Regions from separate parts of the Mus musculus genome. Here region 2 is linked to region 1. A link is a contact called in public HiChIP or PLAC-seq data. All regions are on one chromosome and are shown on one strand. The core of a region is the stretch at or near the end of the contact, and the rest is flanking DNA. Distances in the headings are between cores, read along the strand shown.

Region 1 (6,344 bases), core at 2,166-4,665:
TTGCTGGGGTTTGTCCTTGAACCGCAGGTCATGGAAGAATGGCACCTCCCTGTGGTTTGACTCATATCCCCTAGATTTGGGTCATTTACTTGTCTGAAGGTCAGGTCCCTCACGATGTTCGGGGCTGAGTTGCACCTGTGTCTGGACTCTGTCCCATCGGAGCACTTGCTTTTGCAGTGTTCTAGCTACCATGTTGTCTGTGTACTTCTTACTTTGCTATGTGTGACGGTTTGTATGTGCTCGGCCCAAGGAGTGGCACTATTAGATGGCGTGGCCCTGATGGAGTAGGTGTATCACTGTGGGTGTGGGCTTTAAGACCCTCATCCCAGCTGCTTGGAAGTGAGTATTCTGCTAGCATCCTTCAGATGGAGACGTAGAACTCTCAGCTCCTCCTGCACCATGCCTGCCTGGATGCTGCCATGCTCCTGCCTTGATGATGATGGACTGATCCTCTGGACCTGTAAGCCGGCCCCAATTAAATGCTGTCCTTAGCCTGGCAGTGGTGGTGCAAGTCTTTAATCCCAGCACTTGGGAGGCAGAGGCAGGCGGATCTCTTGAGTTCAAGGCCAACCTGGTCTACAGAGTGAGTTCCAGGACAGCCAGAGCTACACAGAGAAACCCTGTCTTGGAAAACCAAGAAAAAAAAAGTTGTCCTTATAAGAGTTGCTTTGGTCATGGTGTCAGTTCATAGCAGTAAAACCTTAACTAAGCCACTGTGACTCCATTTGTGTGTTTCTTCTTTGATTAGTTCTGCTCCTAGGGAGTCATTAGAGAGAATCATGTCTACCCTGCATTTTCTTCTACTAGTTTCCTGGTTTCACAACCTAGATTTAAATATTTGATCCATTTCAAGTTAATCTTTATATGTTGAGGAGAACAGAAGTCTGGTGTCACACTTCTACATGTGGCTGTCCAGTTTTGCTGGCACCATTTAGCAGACTGCTCTTCTCCGTGGCATATATTTCAGGTGACTGTCCGTGGATTGATTTATTGGTTTTCAATTCAGTTTCATTAGTCTGTATCAGTTTTACGCCGGTGCCACAGCTTTGTAGACTATATTTGAGGTCGAGTTCTTTGATTCTTCGAGTTTTTTGTTCCTTTTGCTCACAGTTGCTGGGGTGGGTCTGAGAGCAGGTTTCGTCCAGAATCCAGAAGGCCCGCCATCGATTCCCGGCACCACAAGGTTAGTCTGGGGACCACACAGACCCTGGTGCTTGTTTTTATTTCTAGTTTTGTGAAGAATGGCATTTAGTATTTTGATAGAAGTTATATTGAATTGGTCAGGTTACCTTAGGTAGTATAGGCGTTTATATAATGTTCCTTCAGTCAACCCATGGACATGGGGTCATATTCTTCCATCTTGGTGTGTCCCCTTCCATCTGTCCCGTCAGTGCTTTGTAATTCCCTTTCCAGAGACGCATCACTCTCCTCCTTAAGTGTATTCCTGAGCCCGTTATTGTTTATGTTCATTATGGGTGGGAATGTGTCCTTTATTTTTCTGCAAATTTGTTGTCTATACATACTAATGATCCTAGAATTTTTCTTTGAGTTTGCTTTTGTCTTTTGAAATAATCTTGGTATGTTCTCCAGGTTTGAACTTGTGAGCCCAAGTGATGCCTGCAAGTAGCTGGGTCACCACGGTGCCCAGCCTAGCCGGGTCTGCAGGCGCACACCATGGTGCCCAGCTTACCCTGGCTGTCCTTTTTCTTCTTACTGTACCACTGATTGACCCGAGGACCTTATTCGCCCTAGGAAAGTGCTCAACCACTGAGCTATACCACCAGCCTTCTTTTGACTTTATTATTTTGCAACATAAACTCACTAATTTGGCCAGACTATTCTTAAACTTACCCTCTAGTCCAAACAGGCTCTGAATTTGTTAGCATCCTACCTTAGCCTCCTAAACCTGGGATTGTGGTTTGCAGTGCTAGGTCTAACTTACACTCATTTTTTTTTTTTAATGTTGATTTTTGTTCTTGGCAGCATTACAAAATTCTTACATCATTTTTTTCTTTTATCAGTTTTGGTAGGTATTTATTTATTAACGAAACCCTTAAACTTTCTTATATAGGGACTGGAGAGATGGCTCAGTGATTAAGAGCACTGGCTGCTCTTCCAGAGGACCCAGATTCAAGCCCCAGCCCTCACGTGGCAGCTCACCCTGGTTGCAGGGGACCGGCCTTAGTCATTGATCTATTGCTATGAAGAGACACCATAGACACTCTTAGAAAGGAAAACGTTTAGTTAGGGCTGCTTTATAGTTTCAGAGTCTTAGTGCATTATCACTGGGCAGAGAACATGGCTACACATAAGCAGACACAGCGCTGGAGACGGAGTCAAGGTTCTACATCCAGATCCACAGGCAGGAAGAGAGAAATGAAACCCAGGAGCCCACCCCCAGTGACACACTTCCACCGACAAGGCCACCCCTGCTAATCCTTTCAAATACCACCACTCCCTATGAGCCTACAGGGGTGAGGTGGGGGTGGGGTGGGTGTGGGGGGCATTTTCATTCAAACCACAACGTGATCCAGTCCCATAATTCTGGCTTCTCCAGGAGCCAGGCCCACATCTGGTGCACCGATGTACAAACAGACCAAATAGCCATACACATAAAAATAGAAATGACCTTGTTTTAAAGTTAAGGCTATCAGCTGAGGGTGGTGACACATACCTTAAGATCCAGCACTCAGGGAATCAGGAAGGTGGATCTCTGTGAGTTCAAGACCAGTCTGGTCTACAGAATGAGCTCTATGACAGCCAGGGCTACACAGAGAAACCCTGTCTCGAAAACAACAAAGCAAACATAAAAGCCCTCTATATGGTAAGGCCATGCTATCTGCCATAGCTTCAGTTTGGTTGCCCTTGATTTCCCTCTCGTGTTGGATCGTTCTGTCTAGGACTATAGCATGCTTTGAGTAAGAGTGTGAGGATGGCGTCCTCCTGTTGCTCCTGACCTCAAGGAATGCTTTCAGCTCTTCCCACTCAGTACACACAGCCTTTGTTGTGAAATGTGTCCCTCTGTGCCTGTCCTTTCTTCCCTCTGTCTCTCTGTTTTCCCTTCCTTTTTTTTTTTTTTTTTGTACTGGAACCTGTAAGGGTCTATCATTCTCTGAAGAATGATACCCTGGACTCAAACTATGTAAACACAACGAGTGTTTTATTCTGCACAAGTCCAGCATGCTGGGGTCTCCCATTACCCGAATAGAGAGACACACAGGTGAGCTCACAGGCCTGATTTAAAGCACGTTAGGGAATTTCTGGGTAGGTGACCTCTGTGTTAATCTGTTGGGTCCATCTCTATGCAGATTCCTTTACCTGGGTGTAAGGGCTGGGAACCTGCTGTGGAAGGTCTGGAAGCTGCTGCTGACCCATTGTCCTTGCCTCAGGCCAGATGATGGGCGGGGCAGCTTCTGGGGACTTGCCTGGACTTGCCCGGTTCTCAGAAACAGAGATTTGGGCCTAGTCTCCTTAACTCCCAATGTGAAGCCTATCAAAGAATCAGCCTGGCCTTCTCAGAACCCACTAAAGTAGAAATTAAAAGTATGTTGACCAGGCTGGCCTCAGACTCACAGAGCCCTACCTGCCTCTGCCTCCTGAGGGCTGGCATTACAGACATGCACCATCACAGAGTACCATGGGTTCTTCCTGTGTCTGATGTCACGATGGTCATACAGCCTTTCTGTCTATCATTCTGTTAATGTGATAAGTTTATTGGTTACACGTGTCAAATCATTCTTGCCTCTCTGTTATGACTCATAGATTTTGTCCTCTTTCTCTGTTTGTTTGTCTCTTTCTTTCTTGATTCATTCATTTATATGAAAGCTGTCTGCATGGACACCTGAATGCCATCAGATTGCATTACAGATGGTTGTGAGCCACCATGTGGTTGCTGGGAACTGAACTCAGGACCTCTGGAAGAGAAGCCAGAGATCTTAACATCTGAGCCCAGTCTCTTGCTTCCTCCGTTTTCTTTCTTTCTTTTTTTCTTTTTTTTTGGGTTTTCGAGACAGGGTTTCTCTGTATAGCTCTGGCTGTCCTGGAACTCACTCTGTAGACCAGGCTGGCCTTGAACTCAGAAATCCACCTGCCTCTGCCTCCCAAGTGCTGGGGTTAAAGGCGTGCGCCACCACGCCCGGCTCATTTTCATTTTTTAAGATGTATTTATTTTTATTTTGTGTGTATGAGTGTTTACCTGCATGTATCTAAATGTACCAGGTGTATTGCTAATGTATACCAGGCTGACCTCAAATTTTGAGAGAGCTAGCTGTCTGCCTCTGCCTCCCAAGTGCTGGGATCAAAGGTGTGGGCATGCCCGTGCCCATCCACGCCCAGCAGCTCTAGATGTCTTTAACTTGACTTTCTTATTGAAATATAGTTTCTTTTGTGTGTTTGGATGTGAGTCCTCTTATTTTATCATACAATTCACTCATCAGTATTATAAAAACTAAATACAAGGCCGGGCTGTGGTAGCGCATGCCTGTAATCCCAGCACTTGGGAGGCAGGCGGATTTCTGAGTTCAAGGCCAGCCTGGTTTACAAAGTGAGTTCTAGGACAGCCAGGGCTATACAGAGAAACCCATCTCATGTACCCCTAATTCTCAGTAGCAGGCACAGAATCACCCTGGTTTTTTGAATACCTGTTCCCTGTTGTCTCACTGAGACTCTCCTGGTGTGTCTCCTCCGCAGCCCATCTGTTTACCTTTTAATTTCACATGGTTGTCTTTTTCATTTCTGGATGTTGTAGTTAATTTTTTTTTTTAATTTTCCTTGTGGGCTTGGGAGATAGCTTGGTAGGTTGTAGTGCAGGAAACACAAGTTTGGGGACCCAAGTTCAGGCCTCCAACATCCATGTAAAATTCTGGGTGTGGCTGTACCTGCCTGTAAGACCAGCCTCTAGGGTCAGAGTTGGGAGTGGCTAGTGATGTGACAGAATCTCTGGGCATCTGGCTGTCTACCTAGATGAAAACCAGCAAGGTCTAGGTTCAAAGAGAGACTCTGTGCTGAAGGAATAAAGCAGAGAACAATATAGGAGTACACCTGACATCTCAGCTGGCCTTGGTACAGGTACACACAAGCACACGTGTGCATATGCACACACACACACACACACACACACACCCCACATATGTGTACACATATACACATACATGTATACACATGCATACATGCACACATGCTTACAACACATGTGTACATACACATACTGGGTATACATGTACATACATCCATACCCTGTGCACACATACTTGTATGGATGTGTGTACATACATGTATTGCACAGACACACACACATACACACACACGTGTGCTTACTTACACCTCTAATACCCACATCCAAAAGAAATGTCTTACCACTTGAAAATATTCTGCTATCCTCTTGCATGTACTGTCAAACTCTTTTCTTTAAATAGAGCAAACACCGGTGTTTTCCAGCCTCTGTCAGAAAAACTAACACCAGCAGTTGTGACATCAAGCTCATAATGTCTTCTTTCTGCGCGCCTCTTTATTTTTATGATGTGCTAATCACCATCCTCAAATATTTTTAACAAATCGAGGCCTTAGAATGAAAGTCCTCCAGCAGGCTTTGTTTGTTTTTCTTGGGCCAGAATCCTTTTGCCAAATACTTGCAGTTTGGGAATTCCTTAAGCCGTGACACTTGACTAATAAATAGTCTGCCGAGCCAGCTGCTACTCAGCGCCCCACTCCCCCTTGTAGGTGCTCTAAGTGGAGGCTGTCTTGGCTGGAGTACATCAAAGGTGAGGCTGTGTGACTCAGGCGATGACATTTTTCTTCACTGTGGAAGCAACATCATCTGTGTTGGCCTAGCAGAAGTGATGGTGCTGGCCGACTGCTCTCTGTCACGCAGTCACATCCCCCCTATGCAATGCAGAAAGCGCAGGAATAGCTTGTGAGGTCCACTCTGTTGTCCTGACCATGAATCCCACATCAGTCAGCCATACAGGAATGCTTCGTGGCCTCGCTAATCCCTTCAGAGTCAGGAGTGGAGTGGGCTAACAGACATTATTTTCTTACCAACTAGATATATGAAAACTAGGCTAGGCATTATTCTGACTTTGGATTACCAGTTTCCTCTGAACCTTTTATGCGTGACTATTTTATTATCGTTGATTTCATCTTTCTTTCTAATGTTAAAATGCAGGATTTCAACCCTACCCATGCCTTTAAAAAAATTTTTTTTAGCTTAGTGTTGTTATTCATTTTATGTGCATGGATGATTTGTCTGAATATATACACGTGTGCCATGTCTGTGTCTGGTGGCTGTGGAGGTCAGAAAAAGGCATCAGATCTCCTAAAACTGGAGTTACAGGATAGGAGCCTAC
Region 2 (6,344 bases), core at 1,003-3,502, 170 kb after region 1:
GTCAATGGAAATTGAACCCACTATGTACTATGTAGCCTAGGCTAGCCTTGAACCTCATGGCTGTCCTCATCCTCCCAAGCATTGAGATCACGGTACCCACCACCACACCCCGCTTACAAGTGAAAACATGCATGTTCTGAAATTCCCCCTGAGTTCTCAGTATGATCGATCCCTGTCTGGGCTTCTTCCTCCCACCCCGTAGATTCTGATCCAGAGTGTCTGCGAGACAATGGTGCCCAAGCTGGTGGCAGAAGATATCCCGCTGCTCTTCAGCCTCCTGTCTGACGTGTTTCCTGGAGTCCAGTACCACCGTGGGGAGATGACAGCCCTTCGAGAAGAGCTGAAGAAAGTGTGTCAGGAGATGTACTTGACATATGGCGACGGAGAAGAAGTTGGCGGGATGTGGGTTGAAAAGGTACTGTAACTGCTGCTCCCGCCCATCTGAGGAGACCGGTTCACCGAGGCTAGTGTGGGCATAGAGTGACTTAGATTTGCCCAAGGCTTGCTTGAATGTCCCTTTACTAACACCCAGGTAGGAAAACATGTCTCTTACATGTAGCACTACCTCTAAAAATGCTGACTAAAAGTATGATTGTAATGAAGTGCTTATGCCTTTAAGGATTTCCCAGGCCGAGAGTTAAGTCTCAGTTGACAGTCAGCTGCACTTCCTTTCTCTGCTGTTATTTACACTGCGTGTGTTGACCTGAGAACTCTATATGAAATAGTCCTTTGCATTTGCTCTTTTCTCATCCTTGGAGAATCTTCGGATGTTTCCGTATACAGAGAGCATAGAAGCCGTCTATCCCGCTAGCCCCGCTGCCTCCCTGTGTAGGATGCCTTTGAGATGTGGTTCCCGCAGATTCTTGCCGTTCCTGGCTTTAGGGATTAAGACATTCCATTTCTTGCTCAGCGTCACCAGAAGCGCCACAGAGCCTGCGTGTCTCTTACCTAACGGTCTCAGTGCTGACCTCTGGCCCTGCAGGTTCTCCAGCTCTATCAGATCACGCAGATTAACCACGGCCTGATGATGGTTGGGCCTTCAGGAAGTGGGAAGAGCATGGCCTGGCGAGTGCTGCTGAAGGCTCTAGAGAGGCTTGAGGGTGTGGAGGGCGTGGCCCACATAATTGACCCCAAGGCCATCAGCAAAGACCACCTCTACGGAACCTTGGATCCCAACACCAGGGAGTGGACAGACGGACTCTTCACACACGTGCTGAGAAAGTATGTTTGCCCTGTTTGATGTTTGCATTTCCGGGACTGTAGGATCCAAGCGCATGCAGTCACTCTGTTCACACAAATAACAGGATCCATCCGGAGGGGGGGCATTTCAAAGCTGACTTGAGTAAGCCTTTGAAATTTTTTTGTAAACTAGGATCATAGACAATGTGAGAGGTGAGCTGCAGAAACGCCAGTGGATTGTCTTTGATGGCGATGTGGACCCCGAGTGGGTGGAGAACCTGAACTCCGTGCTGGATGACAACAAGCTCCTGACGCTGCCTAATGGAGAGCGCCTTAGCCTGCCTCCCAATGTGAGTACCCACCCGTCTGTGCTCCTTAGCTGTGTCCCCCGTTCCACAGTTCAAGACTTCAGTTAGCCATGTCATCTACAGCCGGGAAATACTAAGTAGAGAATTCCAGAGTTAAGCAGCTTACAAGTTTTAGATAACTTTTATAGTTTGTTAATCAGTTACTGTGCCTGATTTGTAAGTAGAACTTCAAAAAAGGCGTGTGTGTCGGACACCTGGTGTACACAGAGCTCAGTGTGTCCAAAGTTCCAACTGTGCACTTCCAGGAGGCTTAGGGTTGTCCTTGCAGATGAGCTGCTGAGTGGCTGGCAGTTCAGTGGCGTCTGTAGGGTTGGCTGGGGGAGGAGGGTATGAAGAGAAGGCAGTGTGAGAGACATGTGGGGCCTGTGGCCTTTGGATGTTTGTGTCAGCATTGTCTTTTTTGTTTGTTTGTTTGTTTCGAGACAGGGTTTCTCTGTGTAGCTCTGGCTGTCCTGGAACTTACTTTGTAGACCAGGCTGGCCTCGAACTAAGAAATCCCCCATACCTCTGCCTCCCTGAGTGCTGGGATTAAAGGCGTGTGCCACCAAACCCAGTTTAGCATTGTCTTAAAGTGTGAACTTCTTACAACCCCCACCCCCACCCCCATGATGTTATCAGGTCCCTTTGGGGACTGACTGTCCTGTAGATTGTGACTCTGGTCTGATAGCTTGGTTTTTGTTAGTATAGGTGACTCTGAGGTTAGGGTAGGGATTTTGACCTTCTGCTTAGAATCTTAGCCCCACTGTTGACCAGGTGAGAGATCTGGGCAGGTGGCCTAACTCTGGATGTAAGTGGAGATAGAATGGGCTGGAGTTCAGGTGGGTGAGTTCAGGTGTGTGGAACATGGGAGCAGTATTTATAGGAGAACCTGCCCACTGAGGCTTGCTATGACAGCACCTCATGAGGTAGCTGGGCCCCATGCCAACAGGGCATAGTTTCCTACCCACATTCTTACCTATATTGTAGCCGTATGAGTTGTATTCTGTTTTTGTTTTTTGTTTTTTAAGTGAAAAAAAAAAAAAACCCAAAACCTATTCATGCTTTAGTTTGCCTAATTCTTCCTCCAAGGTGCGAATAATGTTTGAAGTGCAGGACTTGAAATACGCGACGCTGGCCACGGTGTCTCGCTGTGGCATGGTGTGGTTCAGTGAGGACGTCCTGAGCACAGACATGATCTTCAATAACTTCCTGGCCAGGCTGCGCAGCATTCCCCTGGATGAAGGGGAGGACGAGGCACAGCGTAGGCGAAAAGGCAAAGAAGACGAGGGCGAAGAGGCCGCTTCTCCAATGCTGCAGGTGTGAAGGCTGCCCATCCTGGGGGCCACAGGCTTGGGTCCAGGAGCGTGGGGTTAGAGAGAGAGCAAACAGCCAGCTTTCTTACACAGCTCCTGAGGAGACTCGCTGGAGCAGCTTGCAAAAGCTAGCTAGTTATTAGAAAACTTAAAGGTGAGAAAGTCACGTGACTCGGTGGTAAAGACACTTGCCTCCACCCCTGTTGATCTCAGTTTGAACTCTAGATTCCTCAAATTGTCCTCTGAGGATTATGGCATGCATTCTTGTTCTCTCTCTCTCTCTCTCTTTCTCTCTCTCACACACACACACACACACACACACACACCATACATGATAATTTTAAAATGTAAAGTGCAGTTTCCTTTACTTACTTCTTTGTAAGTCATGACTGATGCCCTTGTCTATGCTCAGGTGAACTGTAGTATCCCTGAGGAGCCATTAGGGTGAAGAAGTGAGGAATGAGGCTTGGCTGTTCTATTGTTACCCGAAGTTTGTTTATTTCAAGGTCGCATGACCCTCCCACAGTTACAGGTTAGCGTAGATGGAAACCCCCTCACCATAAGATTTATGTATTAATTTCAGTGTATATGAAAATACACTGTTGCTGACTTCAGACACACCAGAAGAGGGCATCGGATCCCATCACAGATGGTTGTGAGCCACCATGTGGTTGCTGGGAATTGAACTCAGGACCTCTGGCAGAGCAGTCTGTGCTTTTAACCACTGAACCACCTCTCCAGCCCCATGTGCGTTTTTGTTCTTCCTCTTAGATTCAAAGAGATGCAGCAACGATCATGCAGCCGTACTTCACGTCCAACGGCCTGGTCACCAAGGCGCTGGAGCACGCCTTCAAGCTGGAGCACATCATGGACCTGACGCGCCTGCGCTGCCTGGGCTCGCTCTTCTCCATGCTGCACCAGGCCTGCCGCAACGTGGCGCAGTACAATGCCAACCATCCTGATTTCCCCATGCAGATTGAGCAGCTGGAGCGCTACATTCAGGTCAGGGCTGGGCCTGGCAACTTTGTATGTTGTCTCCTGGATAAAGGTCAAGCTTTCGTGGGGAGGCAGGGGCTGAGAGTCACAGAGGGGACCCACTGTCCACGGAGGGTCAGACCTAACCCTGCCGTCAGTCTTCCATTTGGTTCAGATTTCATCAAAATTGAATTTCACTTATCCATAGCGCTATCTGGTTTACGCCATCCTCTGGTCCTTATCTGGAGACAGCCGGCTGAAGATGAGAGCAGAGCTGGGCGAGTACATCCGGAGGATCACCACTGTGCCGCTGCCCACTGCGCCCAACGTCCCCATCATTGACTATGAGGTAAGGTGGTGGGACACAGCCTGATTTGTCCTAGAGCAGCAGCCTGTCCGGAACTTGGCCTTATCTTGTAGTGTCTGGCTTCACCAGACAGCAGGAAATGTGGATGAGCTTGTCCTGCCTGTACTTTGGAGATTTAAACTGATCAAACTAGGTAGTCCTGGAAGACAGGAGGCACGGAAGCCACGGAGTGACTTATCCTTGTCTGTATGTAGGTGTCCATCAGTGGAGAGTGGTCGCCGTGGCAGGCCAAGGTGCCTCAGATTGAAGTGGAGACACACAAGGTGGCAGCCCCAGATGTCGTCGTGCCAACCTTAGATACAGTCCGCCATGAAGCTCTCCTGTACACTTGGCTGGCTGAACACAAACCCCTGGTCTTATGTGGCCCTCCTGGGTCTGGCAAGACCATGACACTCTTCAGTGCTCTCCGGGCCTTGCCTGACATGGAGGTAAGAGCGGCAGATGGCATAAACAAGAGCTTTGGGGTGAAGTGTGGGCTTGAACATTGAAGCTATTTTGTGTTTACTTACCAAAGGTTGTGGGCCTAAACTTCTCAAGTGCCACTACACCAGAGCTGTTGCTGAAGACGTTTGACCACTACTGCGAATACAGGCGTACACCTAACGGTGTTGTCTTGGCTCCTGTTCAGCTTGGAAAGTGGCTGGTCTTGTTCTGTGATGAAATCAACTTGCCCGATATGGATAAATACGGCACACAGAGAGTCATCTCCTTCATCAGACAGGTGTGTGCCAGGGCTGCTCCTCCCCACTGCAGCGCTCATCCACAGCTTGCTAACTTTACACAATCTTCTCCTTCAGATGGTGGAGCATGGAGGCTTCTATCGTACCTCAGACCAAACGTGGGTAAAGCTAGAGAGAATCCAGTTTGTTGGGGCTTGCAATCCACCCACTGACCCTGGGAGAAAGCCCCTCTCACACAGGTAAGCAACTCCATGGACTTCTGCCCACTGTGCCACATGTGTGCACATGCATATCACACTGGCCAGGTGTGTGGGTGAGTAAAAGAGGTTCCTGCAAACCTGACAACCTGAGTTCAACCCCCAGGACTCAAAGGGGAGAAAGTTGTCCTCTGACTTCCAGAAGCATAGGGGGGGGGAACACACACACACGTGTATGTTCATGTATATGTGTCTCCACTAATTAGTAGAAACATTGCATATGAAATGATTCCTCCTGGACTAGTTGTCCTGTACTGTAACCAAGAAGATAGGTTAAATAAAATAACTAACAGTTGGGCAAGGTGGTAATGTGCTATAATCCCAGACTTCAGAGGCTGGGTCATCTGAGCTCAGAGTAAAACCATCTCAAGATGTTCAAAAAAAGCAAAGCACTAAGCCAAAGGTGGCTCCAGTGCCTGGCATGCAGCGGGGGTGGGGGTGGGGGTGCTGCGTTCAGTCCCTATGATACCACCAAAAAAAAAAAACAAGGAAAAGAAAGGAAAAAAGGAGCGGGAAGGGGCGACAGTGACTTGATGGGAGTAATGAACTAGTCACACGAGTCTGCAAGGCCAGCGTGGGGCTCGAATAAGCCTGAATTCTTTGCTTGGTTATTCCAGTGTTGTATATTTCCTATGAACCCACCCCAGCAGTGTGTCCGGGTTAGCTTTGACATAGTCCTGGTGGGTGGATTTGGGGTGATGGTGGCTGAGTCCATGGTGAGGTGCTAAGCTCTGCTGTCCGTGTGTCGTCGCCCCCCCCCCCCATGCAGGTTCTTGCGCCACGTGCCTGTTGTATATGTGGATTACCCAGGACCAGCCTCCCTGACGCAAATCTATGGCACTTTTAACCGCGCCATGCTGAGGCTCATTCCCTCGCTCCGTACCTATGCAGAACCCCTCACTGCCGCCATGGTGGAGTTCTATACCATGTCACAGGTACGTGATGGCTCTGCTCTTCAGAACTACTTTCTTTTGCAGGGGAGGAAACTCTTGCTGAACAACTGGGATCCAGTAGGTCTGGTGGTAGGCTTGTCACCTCAGCTGCCTAGGTTGAGGCAGGAGGATTTCAGGCCCGTCATTTGATGTTCTTTGGACATTTAAAGATCACTTTGGTGTGGTAATGAAATGATTCAGCTGGTACTTGCCACCAAGCCTTTGACCCCAGAACCCTACCTATCAAAGGAGAGAACCAACTCATTCAAGTGGCCCTCTGATAGATCTCTCCTC

What was found. HiChIP or PLAC-seq counts read pairs in DNA pulled down with a chosen protein or histone mark.
Region 2: an H3K27ac HiChIP or PLAC-seq map of extraembryonic endoderm stem cells shows a contact between it and region 1. The contact joins two enhancer-like sites. A contact is called at or near these places in 5 of 115 datasets of contacts at active chromatin or transcription factors (differentiating embryonic stem cells, double positive thymocytes, embryonic stem cells and 2 more) and 3 of 9 other capture datasets (adipose tissue, liver and pancreatic islet).

The regions. Positions count from the first base shown.
Region 1 is chr12:110,469,041-110,475,384 of GRCm38.p6, forward strand. The region is part of intron 3 of Ppp2r5c (protein phosphatase 2, regulatory subunit B', gamma); the gene reads left to right. Gm19605 (predicted gene, 19605) reads right to left here. Exons shown (of 6, transcript NR_168658.1): 5 at 5,356-5,880. Among named protein-coding and RNA genes, the nearest start is that of Gm19605, 13 kb to the right of the region's middle. Within about 2 kb of position 3,416, at least 36 of the 459 cell types and tissues checked have an H3K27ac peak or open chromatin away from gene starts, as enhancers often do. A contact at or near this core is called in extraembryonic endoderm stem cells, where this site is marked.
Region 2 is chr12:110,636,124-110,642,467 of GRCm38.p6, forward strand. It overlaps Dync1h1 (dynein cytoplasmic 1 heavy chain 1), which reads left to right. Exons shown (of 77, transcript NM_030238.2): 32 at 203-415; 33 at 983-1,221; 34 at 1,373-1,529; 35 at 2,616-2,843; 36 at 3,611-3,841; 37 at 4,023-4,163; 38 at 4,376-4,609; 39 at 4,696-4,902; 40 at 4,979-5,100; 41 at 5,888-6,053. Among named protein-coding and RNA genes, the nearest start is that of Gm35558, 30 kb to the left of the region's middle. Within about 2 kb of position 2,253, at least 4 of the 459 cell types and tissues checked have an H3K27ac peak or open chromatin away from gene starts, as enhancers often do. A contact at or near this core is called in extraembryonic endoderm stem cells, where this site is marked.